2 separate regions of the Zea mays genome follow, and region 1 is linked to region 2. Evidence: chromatin contacts called from public Hi-C data. All regions are on one chromosome and are shown on one strand. Each heading gives the region's core, a stretch centred on a gene start, on an enhancer-like site or on the middle of the called end of the contact. The rest is flanking DNA. Distances are from core to core; before and after follow the strand shown.

Region 1 (4,419 bases), core at 1,870-4,369, 150 kb before region 2:
GATTAATCTAATAATCTCACATTCTAATACTGAGATTGGTACATATAATGAAATTAATAAATAATAGATTCCTTTTTTATCTATATATCAAGCCCAGTGTCAATTAAGGCTAGTTTCAATACCAACCACTGAAACAGTTGCAGCAATTGTGTTCAAAGGGAGTAAGAAGGAATAAAGGAGTTACTTACATCTATCAAACCTTCTGAATTGCCACAGTCTGTCATCACATCATGTTGTGTATTCAACTTTCTGTCATTGGATATATCCATTGAACAATCTTGATCCGAATCTTGTTTGACACACACATTCTTCTTATCATTATCATTAGATGTGATGTCCCCATGTTCTTGGATTTCATCTTTTGAGCACAAGGTGCCATTGTCTAGATCATTCAATGAGAAATCATTTTTGTCCGCATGTCTATTACTGTAACCTGCCAGCGTGCCATGGTTGTTTTCACCAGCTATACAAGGGTTCAATTGCCCAGCTCGTGGTTCTTCATTATTCTTCAAAAGAGAAGCCTTCTCACAAGGTTGATGAGATAAATTATCCACTGCTTTCCCAAATTCATGAACCTGCCTGTTAGGAGATAATCTGCTCAATGCACTGACAGAAGACTGGGTTCGCAGCAACTTTTTTGTCATAACAAGAGAATCTACAGGGGAAAATCTACCAGATGAGCTAGGATGCATTTCACAACCATCAGATCCTTTCTTTGATTCATCAACACATTGATTTCTTAGTTTGTTGTGGTTAGCCATGCTGTTGGCTTTAGCGGTCAAATCTCGACTGGATGCAGAAATTGACAGTTTTTTCTTATCCACAAGAAGTTTGCCTTCTGCTGATATACCAGTAACACATGAGTTGTTGTCATCAAGGTATTCTGCTCTAGATAGTCTTGTGTCTTGATTCAACAGCCTCCTGCGTTTTGATGGCATGTCAACCTCTGACAAATCATCGGCAATGGATGATGTTGCAACAAGTTTGTTTCTACCAGTTACAGAGTACAAAGCATGATCTGAGGTTGCACTAAACTCATCATCGTTATCTCCTTTACTACAGAGCCCTTTCTCCCTATGAACAAGTAAATTGTTCTTTACTTCCGACCTTGTGGAGCATGTCTGAGAGGATGCACATTCAACATTTGAATCCTCAAATCGACTACGTGGGTGTAAACAAGAGGAGCAGGGAGCATAACAGACATTACAGGTGCCAGACTCTGCCTTGACACGAGTGTTGTTGCTTGATATCAATCTTTTCCTTACCACAGTCTTGTCCTAGAAATATAAAACAATATATCAGTCTTAAAATTGCTACTCATGCACAACAAAAATAAGCATAAAGAATGAAAGGCACAACCGCACAAGTAGCACTCTTAGCTAACATTACATGTATGTCAAGAACTCAAGATATGGATACAACAGGAAGAAAGCACGGTTTAACTGCATAGATGATAGCTCATCACTTAAACCAACAAAACACAAATGTTACAATAAACGGTTCTAGGGTTTGACCACAATAGTACTTCCTTTTAATTGTTGTGTTGTCCTAAAACTATGGGGGTGTTTGTTTCAGCTTAAAATCGGATTCTAGCCGTCACAATCGGCTCCTAGCAACCAAAGGCTTCGCTTCTCAGTCCGCTTCTATGAGAATCGCTTTGGTGAAAATCGTTCAAATCAACGTGAACACAGAATCCGCCGAGTCGTCGTGATGGGAGGAATCTGTCACTTCCTAGATCCTAAACCCTATAGACCCCTTCATCTTCCTCTGCACGTAAGCCCAACAATATTCAGATTCTCACAAATCCAGATTATCATAAAAGCTATACCAAACATACATAAGATATATCAAGATAAACAATAATGAGTCAAATTCAGATAATGGTGGACTGCTCCGCCAAAAAACTACCACATGACAACACGAATAGTCTCGTGAACAATTTAAAACAAATTAGGTTTACTTGAAAAACATCAATGTGTCATAATATCATAAAAAATAAACATGTAATGAAATGACCATAAAAGCAGCTTCCATTTCCGAAGTGACAATGGCTCATAAAAAAACAGGACATGCAGAAATCATGGTAACATATTCTTTTTCTACAGCATTATGGGATCGGAATCACACTCCACCACAACAAAACTGGAGGCATATAAACAAGCGAAGAGGAACAATCTATAAGGAACTTGCTTCTGAGCATCAGATGATCAAAGAGCAGCAAGTATTCTAATCTAATGAAATTCAAGGACCAAAATATTTCGATGCATATGCAAGGAAATACACATGCCTCCAATGCTCACCTCCATCTTAGAGGCCAGTGCCCGTTGCTCCCATCCCTCCGCGCATCCTCCACCGCACCCTTCCACTGATTCCTACACAGCAGAAACAGTACACATCAATCACCAAACCAAACTGCAGCATCGGCTGTAAAATCACATTAAAAACACATGAAATCTTCTGGATTGGAGACTGAAATTCGATTCAGAGGAATTGATATGTTCAATAGGGAAACCTAAATCAAACTAAAACTGACGTACATATTCGATCAAATTCGATTCGACTGTCATCTTACAAAAGACGAGTGAGGAAACCTGAATCATAACCCCGCACAACCATGTGCCGTTTGCAAAACTTCAAATCTACGAGCTCCTAGCACATCGAGTACAATCAAAAAAACAGACGCATCTTCTCGTCTCATCCTATTGAGGAAACTAACAACCACCCCAAGTCCCCAACAATAACGCGTACGCTACAGCACCGTGGTGGATGCCACACAACGCACCTCTGGAGCTGCCATATCTTTGTGCCGCGTGCGATCGTAGAGATCCCTCATGCTACGCTCCTGCGGAGCCCTCATTACCCTCCCTCCGCCCCCGCCGATCGGCCAGGCCTCCGGCCCTAACTCCCAGCGTGGGCAGCGAGCAGACTCGGCTCTTCTTCCATCCTACGGCGAGAGACAGGGTGCGGCTAGGAGAAGGAAACTAAGACGTGGGGGATTAGATTGGGTGGGGTTCGCTCAGCTCTGGCGTGGCGAGTAAGCAGCAGCGCCGCGGAGGAGCACAGGAGGAAGAGAGGAAGGCGAGGAGACGAGACAGACCAGTACTGGTGGTATAGCGCTTAGAAATTGGGAAAATTGGACCAAATATTTAATTTTAGAAAACTAACACTGTCCGTTAGTTTATTTTACCATTCAGGTTAATTCAAAGTTAACTTCTAATTCTAAAAACAATCGGATAAATATAGTTGAACTCACTGAGGTCGACTTTTGGCACGGCTTTATCTTTTTCAGAAATAATTCTAGGTGCTAGTTTGGAAACCACAGAACCAAAGTAGGTTAGAGGGGCTACAATCCCCAGCCTCCTCCGGTTTTGTGGCTCCCAATCTAGTTCTAGATTTGTCTTCTATAGTAAGCATCTTTTACGAAGGAGCCAAACCATTACCAAATATCATTTGACAATATAGTTTAACTGTTTTGCAAAATAAACCCTTTGGTGCTGGTGCTGGTGCTGGCGCGACCGCAGACAGTGGCCATGCTTGACCTTAATTTGGAATTGCATCCCTGCTGCCTGCTGACTTTGCACATCTCCGTTAGCCTTGGCGAAGTAGTTGGTGTGAGAGCCACCTCTATGGTGTTGTTCTGCTAGAGGTCGTACGTGGTGGCATTGATAGTCTGCACCACCGATGAGTTGTTGTTCGTCTTGAAAATTAAGGAAAAAAACTAACAGATGGAGGCGATGTTCATCTGAACGAAACAGAAAAAGATAGCGACGAACCAAAAAAAGATAATGATTTGTTTAATGAGATCTTAATGTATTTGGTGGAAGGGGTGTTGGACCTGCTGACAGGCGGTAGACAAAGCACTTAGAGACATAATAGGACTTAGGTGCACGACAAAATATTAGGTAGGAAACTGTAGCGTCTTGTTGTGTCCCATTCATCTATAGAACGGGGGTGTTGATAGGGCATTGGGGCAGGTAGACTTAAGTGCAATTATGCTCGGGTTACCTTTACCTGGTACATCCTCGAAATATTCCATACAACGGGGTCATTACAGTATAATAAAACTCATCGACCCAACCACACCTAATACTCTACCCCTCTTGGGGGCTTACAAGTGGGCCACCATTGCTGGGTGAAGCTTGAGCCTCGTAGAGGTGGCCTAAGGTCTTCGCGCTTGGTTGTACTCTTCACCTTGTGGTGACCGTCGAAGACGCCTCTACTAGGATCTTGCCTTCACTTGCCGAGAGGCCTTCGTCCATGGCGGCTTAGAGGGTGACGACCCCCTTCTAGTGCGGTCCTCTGTAACATCCTCAATTTTAGGGTATAAAAATTTCTTTGCTCTATACTCAAAATTCAGGTGTTACTCTTTCCTTTCTTCGCTTTTCTTTCCCTTTACTAAAATAATAGAGAGTTACTTTG
Region 2 (4,408 bases), core at 598-3,097:
TAATATAATATAGATAAGTACAATTCAATATCTCATAAATAAACATTGTCAAATAACTCATACTAAGTGTACTCTAAAGCCAAACTAAAATACTAATTGAAAAACTTGGTTATCAACTGTTTGCACTAATGTTGAGCCTAACTATATATGAATTTAAGTCTCCACACTTGTGTGGCCACCAAAATTTGAGTTACATTCCATCTTTTCATGTAAAACAAATAGGAGATGACAATAATTAGTAGTTAGACACACACCTCATATTGTGACATATCACAAAGGTCATATAGACGTGTAAAAAATGATAGAATTATGTTAGATTTTGCATCTATCAAAAGAACTTACCTTCTCTAAAACTTTCCTGGAAGTAGGCGTGATGACAATTGGTGAGACAATCATTTTTGCCACATTTGAGCAAAACTTGCATTTGGGTCTAGCATATTTGACGGACCAAAAAATAGCATCTGAAGAAGCATTCGACACTCTCCCATCCTATTGAAAATAACCAAGGAATTAGTAAGTAATTCTGTATGAAATGGAGAATATAGATCACAAGGCTTTAGAACTGTGGGGTTCTATATTTTAGGTATGTGTAGGTCCCTTTGCTCTGTAATTAGCAACGTCATTTTCTAGTATTCATAAGGTTATATCTTTGTTTGTAAAGAAAAATAATTCAACAATGTAGTACTAATACTTCCAAGGTATAAACACTAAAGCAAGTAGAAGTAGAACAAGCTGCGTTGGAGAAAGCGAGTCACAACAGCACTGCTACTCATTTTCGGCGACCACCGTAATTTTTGGCAGCTAGGTCGAAGCCGCCGAAAATAAACTCCTATTTTCGGCGGTTGACTCCGGTCGCCGAAAATAAGCCTATTTTCGGTGGCATCTGACACAGCCGCCAAAAATAAGCTTATTTTCGGCGGCTTCAGACACATCCGCCGAAAATAAGCTCTTATTTTTGGCGGCTTTGACCTGGCCACCGAAAATAAGAGTTTGTAATTGTTATTTGTTTAATTAGTGTATGTGATTAATATTATTGTTTAGTTCGATTTCACTAATCCACTACTTACATATTAATATGTGATACTATTATATTATTAGTTTTATAAATACGTTATATTGGTACGTAGTACAGTTGCATTATTAGTGAAATGGATGTAAAAGGTGCCCATAATATTAGTTGGTTCCATAATCAGGTATCTTTATAGAACCTCATCTATTGATAATCATTTAACTCGGAAGTTCCCAAACTCTTGGATGTTTCTCTTACACGACAGAGTATTATCTTTAATAAATTTATTCCTCAGTAAGTTCTGCAAATTATCATGTTCATTGCTTAATTTAAGAAGCCACCGAGATAAACTTATTTTGTAAACCTAGATTGATAATGCATAAACCCCCTTATTCTTTGGGTTGACATAATAGAGGCCATCGAACTAGTCTGTGTTTGTTTATGTGACTGTCATTTTTCCCGAAGAAATCTTGATATGTAAATATGTAATACCCTATCTTCTTCAAAACATGTCTAGAGGTCTCAGGAAAAAAAAAACATAAACATCGGAAGCTTACCTTGCTCAAGTTGAAATATCTAAGTGGCGATGTGTGGTCAAGTTCAATTCCATGGAAGACAACATCAAGTATAAAAAAAAAAGAGCAAACACAGTCCGGAAAAGAAAACTAAATAGCAGGGAGATGACGACGTGAAAGAGAAAAGCTCAGTTGTGACTACACGCCAAGCAGAAAGCAAGAGAGACTTTTGGTTAGCTCGTGTCCTTGACTATTTTTTATATATAAACCATGTATTAGTTGATACGCCATCACGACTTGGAATTGCTACGCAGGAGTACTTGCTACCTCTCCTTTACGATGCTACTAGTGCTAGCAACCGATAGAGTGACGGCCCTGTACCGGATAGAGATTAGCTATTTGGTTCGCGGTATGACTTGTCAACCTGTCTTTGCCAGCAGGAACCTGGAACTATTTACCTCAAAGAAGTCTCTGCTGAAGCCACCACGCATGACATGACAAACCATTCTGTATTCCCGCTACAAGTCCCCAACAGTTTGTGTCCTGCCTTCTCTTATCTGAAATCCGAGTTAAGAGAACAAACTCACAAACTGGTAGGAGAAGCCTTTTTCAAGGACTGGATTGATGTAGCAACCCATTCATCAGCCGGATTTGTGGCCTCTTGTTCCTAGCATGATAGATATTAATTTTGCAGGATAGAACATGTCAACCAAAAAAATGCTGCAGTTAGGCCTTGTTTGGTTATTCATTTCCACGTGAATTGAAGTGTATTGAAATGAATTAGAATGAATTTTGGCTTACTATTTATTTAAACCGACTTAATACTATCCAATCCACATGGATTAACGGTGAACTGAACAAGACCTTAGGTGTAACAAACTCACAAGAGCGGATATAATTTCTTCAAATGTCCTTTTGGAAAAGCATTTGTTGATGATTTCCAACCTGGGGAGTGCCAGAGAATGAATTAGCAAAATTATGCCAAAGCACGTTTCAGTCATCCAATCATAAACACTCTTACCTATTCAAAGGGCTGCTTTCTTTCAGTGATGGTTGTTGAGCATATTGATCGATGATACCACACAGTGCAAAATAATTTGAAGTGTCCACCTTTTTAAGCGATTCTTCAAGTAATAGCAGACTCTGAGGAACAGAGTATTTACTAGGAGTTATTAGACTACCACATACACGGCCCGAACAATATAGGACAAAAGCATGCAAATCAAAATATGGTCAGGATTTTGCAGCATGTTCCAAACAATAATAACCAAAGATGTGACAGAAAACATCGTAACTGAAAGCAAAAGGTGACAACTTTATTGTTTGGTTTTGTTCCAAGAATGTATAGAAAAGATTGTTTTGCAATGCACTTATAAGAAAAAGCTATATAAGTGAGCCTACATTTGACTGGACAAAATGAGTTGTCAGACCACATGCAAGCATTTCCCCACCATCCAATCTGGCAGACTGGCACTAGCAAGAGCAACATACTCTCCTGGACAAAAAAAAACATGGAAACAGTTTAGTGAACAGTAAAAGGCGCTGCCCTCATCCATTACAACTAATATAAGTCATAATTGGACCTACATTTGGTCACTCTTCATTTCTTTACATGATTCTATCTCCACAATCTACATGAGTATATTTCCACAATCACTATTGTGCATGAAGCACTATAGCTAAAAAACAATAGATCATTGGCACATGAAGCACTATTGCTAAAAAACAATAAAATACATGGTATTTTGAAAACTTCAAAAGAAAATTTGAGGATGCATAATATTTCGATATTGTGAATAATATCCAACGATATTGTATAGATGGAAATGACATGGCAACATGTAATTCAACTGAATATATAGAAAAATAAGAGATATAAGACGACCATAGAATCCAGGAAGCCGTGAACGAAAATATGAGGCCCCTATATTTGGAAAGAGACCTAGAGCTGTTTCTGGCATTGCAAAAACCTGCACGAAGTCAAAATGTAAATGTAGATTTTGGCACTTGAAACTATCCCGAATTTCCAATAAAACAAGAAAGATTCTCCATATTCCAAATGAGTAGAACTAATAGCACCAACAAGCTCATAAAAGGGTAGTTTGTACCATAAGTCCATAGCTGAAACCTATTCTCAAAAACATTCAGGCCCAATATCCATCACAAATGGCAGTGAAAAGTTGTGCTAGGTAATGACATAAATCTAGCATGTGGATGCATTGTTGTTCAACCCTAAAGCAGCAATATGGGTATGTTTTGTTCAAATGTTGTTACTTCTGGCTTTTCAAGTTTTATTTATGGTTTGTCCTGACAAATATATGAAAGGCAGTACACCTGCCATGTTTACCTAACAAGAAAGCTAGCTTCTAGAACTATGCAACATTTTTGCACTGTCATGCAATACTAGCACATATTAAAAAAATAGTGCACTATAATTCTCTTGTAATTATATAAGAGGGTAAGCTCAGAATCAACTAACATATTTCACTATCTCAGCACAACACAATTACAGTTTTCACTTGGAAAGAGACACACTTAACATTCCAATTCTAGATTGTTACAGCATGGGATAACACAATTACAGATTGGGCCGACCTCCAAAGAGCATTCGTCGGGAACTTTCAGGGCATCTACAAGCGCCCCAGAAGCTCTTGGGACCTCAAGAGGTGCGCACAGAAGAGCGGAGAAAGTCTCCGGGATTATATCCGAAGATTCTCACAGAAACGAAACGAACTCTTGAACGCCACCGATGCTGATGTAGTGTGTGCCTTCACCTACGCCCCTGGTCCACGATCTTGGACAGGGGCGACCAAAGACAGTCACCGACCTCTTCGGCATTGCGACCAAGTTCACTGACGGGGATGACGCGGTGGGGGCTATTTTC

Evidence for each region. A called contact is a pair of places that touch in the nucleus more often than the background predicts.
Region 1: a Hi-C map of leaf shows a contact between it and region 2, with 5 times the contacts expected there. The contact joins the promoter of LOC103637710 here to the enhancer-like site in region 2. A contact is called at or near these places in 3 of 25 Hi-C or Micro-C datasets (ear, leaf and tassel).

Annotation. Positions count from the first base shown.
Region 1 is chr1:101,799,938-101,804,356 of Zm-B73-REFERENCE-NAM-5.0, reverse strand. LOC103637710 reads right to left here and starts at 3,119. Exons shown (of 11, transcript XM_008660420.2): 1 at 2,783-3,119; 2 at 2,301-2,372; 3 at 189-1,277. The coding sequence starts at 2,857.
Region 2 is chr1:101,651,485-101,655,892 of Zm-B73-REFERENCE-NAM-5.0, reverse strand. No RefSeq gene overlaps it. Among protein-coding and RNA genes, the nearest start is that of LOC103637709, 58 kb to the left of the region's middle. Within about 2 kb of position 1,847, at least 4 of the 20 cell types and tissues checked have an H3K27ac peak or open chromatin away from gene starts, as enhancers often do. A contact at or near this core is called in leaf, where this site is marked.